Linked DNA regions of Mus musculus: region 1 is linked to region 2. The links are chromatin contacts, called in public HiChIP or PLAC-seq maps. All regions are on one chromosome and are shown on one strand. Each heading gives the region's core, a stretch centred on a gene start, on an enhancer-like site or on the middle of the called end of the contact. The rest is flanking DNA. Distances are from core to core; before and after follow the strand shown. Region 1 overlaps Psmd14 (proteasome (prosome, macropain) 26S subunit, non-ATPase, 14). Region 2 has its middle 55 kb from the start of Psmd14.

The links. HiChIP or PLAC-seq counts read pairs in DNA pulled down with a chosen protein or histone mark.
Region 1: an H3K4me3 HiChIP or PLAC-seq map of embryonic forebrain shows a contact between it and region 2, with 2.8 times the contacts expected there. The contact joins two enhancer-like sites. A contact is called at or near these places in 1 of 39 promoter capture datasets (the C10 cell line), 8 of 484 Hi-C or Micro-C datasets (8-cell embryo, the Ba/F3 cell line, the C10 cell line and 5 more), 3 of 115 datasets of contacts at active chromatin or transcription factors (embryonic forebrain, embryonic stem cells and forebrain) and 2 of 9 other capture datasets (adipose tissue and embryonic tail).

The regions. Positions count from the first base shown.
Region 1 is chr2:61,761,904-61,766,272 of GRCm38.p6, forward strand. It overlaps Psmd14 (proteasome (prosome, macropain) 26S subunit, non-ATPase, 14), which reads left to right. Exons shown (of 12, transcript NM_021526.2): 6 at 1,934-2,004; 7 at 2,946-3,096. Among named protein-coding and RNA genes, the nearest start is that of Tbr1, 40 kb to the right of the region's middle. Within about 2 kb of position 2,763, at least 11 of the 459 cell types and tissues checked have an H3K27ac peak or open chromatin away from gene starts, as enhancers often do. A contact at or near this core is called in embryonic forebrain, where this site is marked.
Region 2 is chr2:61,654,951-61,659,318 of GRCm38.p6, forward strand. No RefSeq gene overlaps it. Among named protein-coding and RNA genes, the nearest start is that of Psmd14, 55 kb to the right of the region's middle. Within about 2 kb of position 1,656, at least 157 of the 459 cell types and tissues checked have an H3K27ac peak or open chromatin away from gene starts, as enhancers often do. A contact at or near this core is called in embryonic forebrain, where this site is marked.

The DNA.
Region 1 (4,369 bases), core at 1,513-4,012, 110 kb after region 2:
GATCTTCCTGCCTCTCTCTATATTGGGATGCTGGGATTAAAGGTGTGTGCTGTGGTACCCTGCTGGATTTAAAGAAAATGTGAAAAACATTATAAAAAGCCAGTACGGTAGCTTATGCCTTAAATCATAGCACTTGAGCGGTGGAAAAAGGAGGTGAGGAATTCAAGGTCTTCCTCGTCTTGAATACTCATTGTGAAGCCATTTGACCCCACATTGAAACACCAACTCAAACCAAAAATTGTCAGCATTAATTCTACTTACTTTTAAAAACATGATATGTACCATTCTCACTTGTGCATTTTTTGTGTTTTTCTGATGTTTTTTGTCCTTTTCTGTACCAGTCAGTATTCTTATTAAGGCTAGTGAGGCTTAAAGGTGCCTGTACTCCACTGCTGCTTGCTCTTTTTAAAGGCCCTGACTATGACCTTGCTTTGATAAGGTACATACTAAAGAGCAAATTATAAACAGTTAAGTGATGCCATTGTGTGTATATACATATGTGTATGTGTGTGTGTGTGCATACACACACACACACACGTAGATATATACACATATATATCTACATGTATGTATATATACATACATAACACACACATGAAACAAGTGTTTTCTGCAGAGCAGCTGCTATAGTATGCAACATATCTGCAAATAATACAAAACAATATGAAAATCTACAATACTTCTAGATGAGGTAAGTAAGTTTTTGTTTTGCTTTCGTAAATTGATTTGGAATTGTTTTGTCTTTCTGAATATCCATTATACTTTTTGTTCATATGGATATGCTATGTTAACCACAAATTTAGATTTAGATTTTAATCTTAGTCTGCTGTTGTATCTTCTTTTTCTATCAGAATATATAAATACATAAAAATTAACTTATTTCTGTTATAGGTAGTCCCTATGTAGAAAATGAAGATAATACATTATCACTAGGCCTCCATGTAAATGCTTGCTTGAAGATGTGAGATAGGCTATTTTGATTCTTATATTCACTCTGTGTAGTAGAATCAGAAAGTATTTCTTCTGGCTCGAGTCAAGAGGCTCTTCTGTAAAGAATACGTCTGCATAGTCACCCCCTCTACTTTCTCCCTGCACCCTACCCCTCCTCCAGTCCTCTTCCTTTTCTCTCGTCACCTTCTCTTTATTGAAAACAAAACCCCCAAAAGATATTCTTAGGCTTGCAACAGAGCACATCTTATTTTCCAAGGATGCCTTCTTTGGAATTCATTATGGTGCTATTTGCTATGGCGGGAAGGAAATATTTATGTTAAACTGCTTCTTAGCTAGATTAGACTTAGGCTTCTGATGTTGGAAGAAAGCCTTAGTAAGACATAGATGACACTGACCTGTAATAGGTCATCCTTCATATTAACACTTTATTAACATAAATCCTTCTTATTCTGCATGTAGTCATATTTTTATTAAATTAATTAATGCAATATTTAAGAAGTTTGATTATGTAGTCTGGGTCTGGTAGTGAGTTTTTGTGATTGCTGTTTTATGAGGCAATATATGATTATTCTTCAAATTATTTCTATTATTGAAAAATATTATTGTACAATAAATAGTTGTAGTTCTCATCCTGTTAGAGAATGATATTAGGAGATATGCTTGCCATAGGTAGGCATAACTGAGAAAAAAATCACAGTTTGTCAGTTATTTGGTACTTCTTATAAATATGAGCAACAACCATGAACTTGTAACACCCTGAGTGATGTCTCAATCATTTGCTAACAGCACTTTAGTACTTGGCAGGTTTTAGAAATCAGTGATTTGAGTAGCTATTAAATAACATGTAGAAAAAGCTATGAAATTATAATACACAGTTGGGGTAGGGTTTTTTGTTGTTTTGTTTTGTTTTTTGTTTTTTACAGTATGTTTCTTCTTTTCTTATTTTACTCAGAGGAAAAAAGTTTTCTTTTTTCTAATATAGGGTGTCAGTGTTGAAGCAGTTGATCCAGTGTTCCAAGCCAAAATGTTGGATATGCTGAAACAAACAGGAAGGTGGGTTTTTGTTGTTGTTGTTGTTGTTGTTGTTGTTGTTGTTGTTGTTGTTTGGAAATGAACCTTAAAGTTAATAGTATTTATAAACATCATTACTAGGGGAGGAGTCAATATGGTTGATCTGCCTGTGTGATGCCCCTTGACAGCCTGAATTGAAGTCCACCAATCAGAAAACGGCCTTGTATTAAGAGTCTCAGCTGTCATGTCATAGGCTTGGGCTATTCTGTTTCTCTGTTTAACATCTAGAATTATGTTCTCTTCACTTGTAAACAACACACCTGTTATTTTCTGTGTATTTGAGAAGTGCAGCCGAATGTTGTTGTGAATAAATGTGTGTAGACATGAGTTTTAAAGACAGTAATCCAAGTGGTTTTTTTTCTCCTTCAAGCTAAGTCTCCCAATAGTTGTCATTCTCTTGCTCAGATTCTTCTACTGTGGAAAAAACTTCAAAATTAATGTTAGCAAAAGGCTCAGCAGCTGAGCAGAGCAGTGCAAATTGGTTTTTGACTGAGTTCCTAGTTCTACTGCTGGTTTAATTGATATTTAATCCTTTCACAACAGTTGATCCTGGTGTCCATTGTTAAAAAATGTGCTCGGTGCCTGGAAAACCCAGCTCCCAGAGCTAAGGAGTTAAAGAGTAGATATTTACTTGAATGCTGAAAGGGTAAAAACTGGCTCTGAGAAAGTGTGGTAACAAGGTGAAAAACTGAAAGCCTTATCTACCACTGCTAATGTGCGTGTCTTAATGATAGCCCTCCTTTGTCACACTTACTCATTTCCATGTTTGCTGGAGAATATGGTGTCCGGTTTCAGAGTTTCTAATGGTGCTTTTTCACACCTGTGTGCTTTCATCTTTTCTTAATTTATACCCTGTTAGTGTGTTGTTTCTCTCCTCTCATCATGCATTGCTGTGTTCTGAGTCTGAGTGCCCTTTGTTTCAGGCCCGAGATGGTTGTTGGTTGGTATCACAGTCACCCTGGCTTTGGCTGTTGGCTTTCTGGTGTGGATATCAACACTCAGCAGAGCTTTGAAGCCTTGTCGGAGAGAGCTGTGGCAGTGGTTGTGGATCCCATTCAGAGTGTAAAAGGAAAGGTAGAGTCAGTTCTAACTTCATTGCCGTCTACTGCCATTTTATACACATGCATGTAATAAAAATCTTTATTTGAAAGTGTTCTTAATTAAACACACACACACACACATGCACACACATACACACACACAGAGGAATGCTTTTTATTGAAATTATTCAAGGCCTTAAATGTTTGTCATAGTATTAGCAATTTTAAAAAATTACGTAGGGGTTTTACTTTTAATTTACAATCATGAATGAATGTTTATCCTTAATGTTTAAAATTTTCATAAATTTGAATGTTAAATCATACTGAAAGCTTCATACATTCTACTAATATCTAATAAATATATCTTTAAAATGTTATTTTTAAAGGGCTTTGTTTTTCAGACATTATGCAGGATATATTCTGGATATTCTAAATATTTTAGACAATGAAAACTTGTCCCAAAGACTTGGTAATCAACCATTCATGTATTTGGAGTGAGGACCCAGAAGAATGATTAAAAATGCTGACTGACTCTGAAAAGAGGTTAGCTTGCAGAGCACATTGGGTTATATTGTCCTTTGTTGAAATCTCTTTTGTTCTTGTTTAGTTCTCTCTCTCTCTTTTTGTTCGTTTTTTCGTTTTTTCTTTCCCCCTTTTTTATTTCTTTCTTTCTAGCCCCATATGCCATTTTCCTATTTCCTGCCTCATGACAGCAGGGTGCAGCTCTATTATCACCTTCACAGAGCTGTCTGCAAATGTGAGAGGCAATTCGATTTTGCTCAACCACAGGGAGAGTGGATTAGAAAAACTACAGAACATAGAGAAATTGGCTAGGTGGTTACTGCTTTAAAATACTGCTGAGGTGTCTTGTTTGAGCATGTACTTCCATTGTAGTGCAGAATAATTGTTAAAGTACAATCACAATACACTCACGGAATCCTTTTTATGCAGGTTTTATAAATAATTTTAAAAGCACTTAGAAATAAATATTAGCTTGATATCTCTCAGACCTGGAGTTTATAGTGGTGTGGATTACATTTATATCTATGCAGCAGCTGAAGCAAACTAAGTGAGATTGTTAAAACACAGATGCTTTGTGGTACAAATTTGAAATGGAATGTTTTCTGATACCATATTATTATGATGTATAAAAATTGAGGTCTTATTTAAAGCTTGATCCTGTGAGATGTAATGTAGCTTTTCAAAGGCAGAACTGTCCCCCCAAACAATAATAGTATCAACTGATATGCTAGGCAATTTAAGGAAACTTGAATGCTTTCTGGATCCCTGTGTTTCAATTTATTCAC
Region 2 (4,368 bases), core at 406-2,905:
GGGATTTTTTTTTTCCTCTCCTCGCCTCTCACACAATTGACATCTTTACTGGCTTGCTGACAACCAAAAAGAACTCTATCCCAAAAAGTGACTTGGAGTGGCCCACTACCCTCCTCTGGAACATCCTGCCCTCACCACTTTAGTAAGGTGGGAATTTAAGATTCTAGCAGTACCCCAAGCTCCAACTTCTTAGGGCAGAGACCCTATTGGGCCGCCAGAGGGGCCTTCTGGAAGGACCCCGCAGCTCGAAAGGTAGAGTGGACACCACACCGGCCAAGTCTATCCCTCTATCCTATTGCAGTGCGGGGTGACGACAGGGCTGTCTCTGGGCTTCTGCTAGGCGTAGCCCGGGTAAGAACAGCTCCCAGGTAAGAAAGCTACGTGCGCAAAACGCTGATTTTGGGATGGGGGGTGGGGGGAACCACCCGTGGGCGAGGCAGTTGTGAGCGGGATGCCTGAGAAGTGGGAGGTGAATGTCCTCGGGATGCCCCCCCCCCCCGGGTGCAGCTTTCCCCGGAGGCTGAGGCTGCTGCCAGCGGGGACATCTGCTTTCTTACACTCCAGCCTGGCTCACCCCGCCCCCTCAGCCCCGGGTTGCGTGGTTATTTTACCAACACCGGGGGAGGGAAGACTTGAGGAGGTAGAAAAGGAATGGATGGAAGCTTAAAAGATTTTCTTCGCACCCCCCCCCCAGTCCCCTCCTTTCTTCTTCACGTCTTTTAACCTTCAAGGTAAAGACTTTATAAATATGAAACAATAAGGGAGTCTGCTGGCTCGCAGGCCGGCCGTGGGCTGGCGAGGCTGCCGGGTGCCGGGCCTCGCTCTTCTCTCCATCCTCACAAGTCTGGCCGTGGTTCGGCGGGTTAGGCTGGGCACAGGGGCCGGCGGTGAGCGCTCATCCCGTGGCGCCTTCGCTCCCGGGCTGCTGCCTCGACAGCTGCTTGTAGCTACAGTAATTAGACTGTCAGTGCTTGTTAGAGGAGAGAGGGGAAAACACGCTTCTGACAGCAGATTCCGAGACTCCCCAGTTTGTTAATTTCTAAGAGATCTTTAAAGCATTAATTGAGGTCTCCCTAACTCTTCCCTCCCATCCCTCTCCCCAACTTCTCCCACCCCAAAATATCTTTAGGAGAAAATTCTCTCCGCGTGGAAGCAGTGTTTCCCGCAAAATTGCCAGCCCGCCCCTTGCTCACGCGCGCGCGCGCACACACACACACACACACACACACACACACACCCTAGTTTACATATGCATATATAGGCACACACGTATATGCAAGGTTAACTCCGAGGAGCACTCGTCCAAATAGGGACCGAGATTGCATTTAAAATGATAATAATAAATAAATAAATCAACTAGGAAGGAAGGGGGGAGGGAAGCAGAAGTCGGGAAGAAAAGAGAAAAGCAGCAGGCTGATTACGAGGTGTCAAAACTGCCAGGAGCAAGAAGGTGATAGCAATCAGGGGTGAGAAGAGTGCGGCATTCGTGCGGGGCAACTAATTATCCGTCTCATTTGAGAAGAGCAGCATTTGAGGCAGCAGCGTTCGCCTGCTGAACGGTGACAGATTGGCGCGGAGGAGAGGGGAGGTGTTAAAACAATGGAGCCGGGCGCGCGAGCGCTGCTGCATGCTAATCAGCCCTCCCTCCGCCTGCCTGCCGCGCTCCCTCCTTCCTCCCGCTCCCTCCTCCGCGCGTCGTCCTCCCGCCTGCGGCGCTCCCTCCTTTCCAGCGGGCCCGCCGTCGCCCGCTTCCCGCTCCCTGGCTTTCCCGCGCGTCCTCCCCGCCGCTGGCGAGCCGCACCCGGGTTGGCCGGCCGGGCGAGAGAAGCGAGCGAGCGAGCGCAGCCCGCATGGGGCGCCCGGGACCCACGTTTAATGCGCACGCCCGCCCGGCCTGCCTGCCTGCCTGCCTGCGGGGGAGCGGACGCACTGGTCTGTGAGGGGACCCGAGTCACGCCAGAGGCCCGGGGACAAACCAAAGAGAGCCAGAAAAAACAAAGCCAGATCCGGGCCGAGCTGGGTCTTTACCGCATAGGCTTCCAACCTTGGTGCGAGCTGCCGAGACCCCGCTCGCCTGAGCTGTCGGCATGGTCAAGCCCTACCCCCCCCCCGCACCCCCCGCCAACGCGTCCCCCAAAGGCTTCGGGCTGTGACCCTCGCACACAAGCGTCCTGGCCCTGAGCACAAGTGCGAGCGAGTGCTTTAATAAGCCAGAGAGGGCCTTACAATTAGTTGTACTCCCAACCCCTGACCTCCTGACCCCAAGACTAGGCTAACTGGGCTTCTGTGTCACATACCCTGGGGAATACCACCTAAGACAGTAGCTGGTGAGACGAACGTCTTTTCAAAGCAGGTAACCCTCCCACGACCCGGGGCACCCGAAGATGGGGACTGGGCATGGCTGGTGCACTGCGTGCCTCCTCGATCAATTGGCTCCGTGATAAGATGGACATGAACAGCAACACCAAAGAATGCATCATAAACGAAGTCTCGTCAAAAAAAAAAAAAAAAAAAAAAAAAAAAAAAAAAAAAGTCTTCCATACCTGTTGAGGCTCGCTGGGGAGCCAGGGGAGATTTCACAGCGGTTCCCTTTTTGACCCGCAGAGTTGATGGTTGAGCAGAAAAACATTTAAACTACCATTTCATCAGCCATTCTTAGGATTAAAGACTTTGATGTTCCTCCCTGTGACAAAAGTGTCTTAGCCAGAACCCAGAAACAAAGAGCTGGCTGCAGTTTTTCCTAAGGCACTTAGCTATTAGCTAATCAGGTGCCTAAATTAACGTGATAAAACTTTCCTCTAACCATAGATGGTAAAAGAAGTAATTGCAGGATAACCTACGAAGTATAATTTTTTTCTACGGACTTTAATCTTGGTATAACAACACAAACAATTGTGTGAAGACTTATTGAGGACACAAGGGTTTCATTTCTATTATTGCCTTTCCCCTAAAGTTAGAATGTCTATTAATTAAAGTATATAAATATAAAATCAAGTGACTTGAGTGAATCTTGGTGGTTTTAGATTTTGATTCTAGTCATAGTGGAAGCTACACAGTGCTCAATGTAAGTAATTTTCCCGCTAGAATATGCCCAGGCATACCAGTAAAGTAATGACCTACTGAAATGCTATAAAGATTTAAAATTGAAAATTCCTAAAAAGAGTTATATAAAGTGTTTTGTACTGGGAAGCAGAAGTACTTTTGGTTTCTCTGGAAACCCACTGAGCAGCCCTCTGCCCTTAGCCCTTAGCCCATCACAGACTTTCCATTGCTATACTGTTAGCCTGCATTTGGAAAAATCCCCAAATCTGTTAGACTAGGAATCCATCTAACAGCAAGGGTGGAGGGTACATCCATTAATGTAAACCTGGGTCCAGCAATTCCATCGACATTGAAATTTATTTATTAACTATTTATCAGCCTTTTCTTCGTTAGCTAATTCTATGGAGGCATTTCATTTGAAGGTGTGAATTTATGGATTTCAATCCCCGTGTTGCCTTATGCATAGCCAATAGCTAACAAAATTATTTACCTTCTATCGGCTGGCTTTTTACGGACCTAGGGTAGTTTCTTCTCAGCCCTTAGACCTCACAAATTTGCATGGCTGTTTGAATGGCATATTTACAGATAAGTTTTTATTTGCACATAAGGACAAAAAGGTGAAGTGAAATTTGGTCCCAATGGAAACCTGATAGCTTCCCTGAACATATGGCTCCTTGGGCTGTTACTTCCTCTTTGAGATCAGTTTCCAAGTTTTTTTTTTTAATATATACATCAATTTGACACCAGTTATAAAGAAAATATATTGGTTTCGAAGATGCCTCCACCTGGGACTCTTAATAACAAACCTCCACCTCTTAATAACAAACGATGTAGTCAGGTGTACCTCTGAATTTACAGGTCTTGGCGAGCAAGGCATACTTTGATACCAGTTATCACTGACAACTGATTTACAGTCTTCAAAATGAGTTAGTTCTGTAGGTTCTTAGAACACCCGGACCAGGGTGATTAACACAGGTTAGGGGTGAGTGCAAAAGGCTCTTTTTGCTAAGGCCCTGCACTTAGGATATAATCTTACAAAGACCTCTCTCTCCCTGTAGATACAAATGATGTAAGTCTCATTTGATGCAAGTGCTTGGTGCCAGCTTAAGACTTAAGGGGAAAATCACAGCACTGAAAAAGATGTAAATGTTCGATTGGTAAGAAAGGGGGGAAACCGTGCTAAAACATGTGCCTATTTCCATGATGCTTAATTTACTATTCAAGACAAGTTTTTACTAATAAGCTCTATTGTTTCTTTCTGTTTTGTAAAATTTAGTATGTGTGAGACAAAAACCAGATTCAGAATGTGAATGAAGTCTGTTTAGC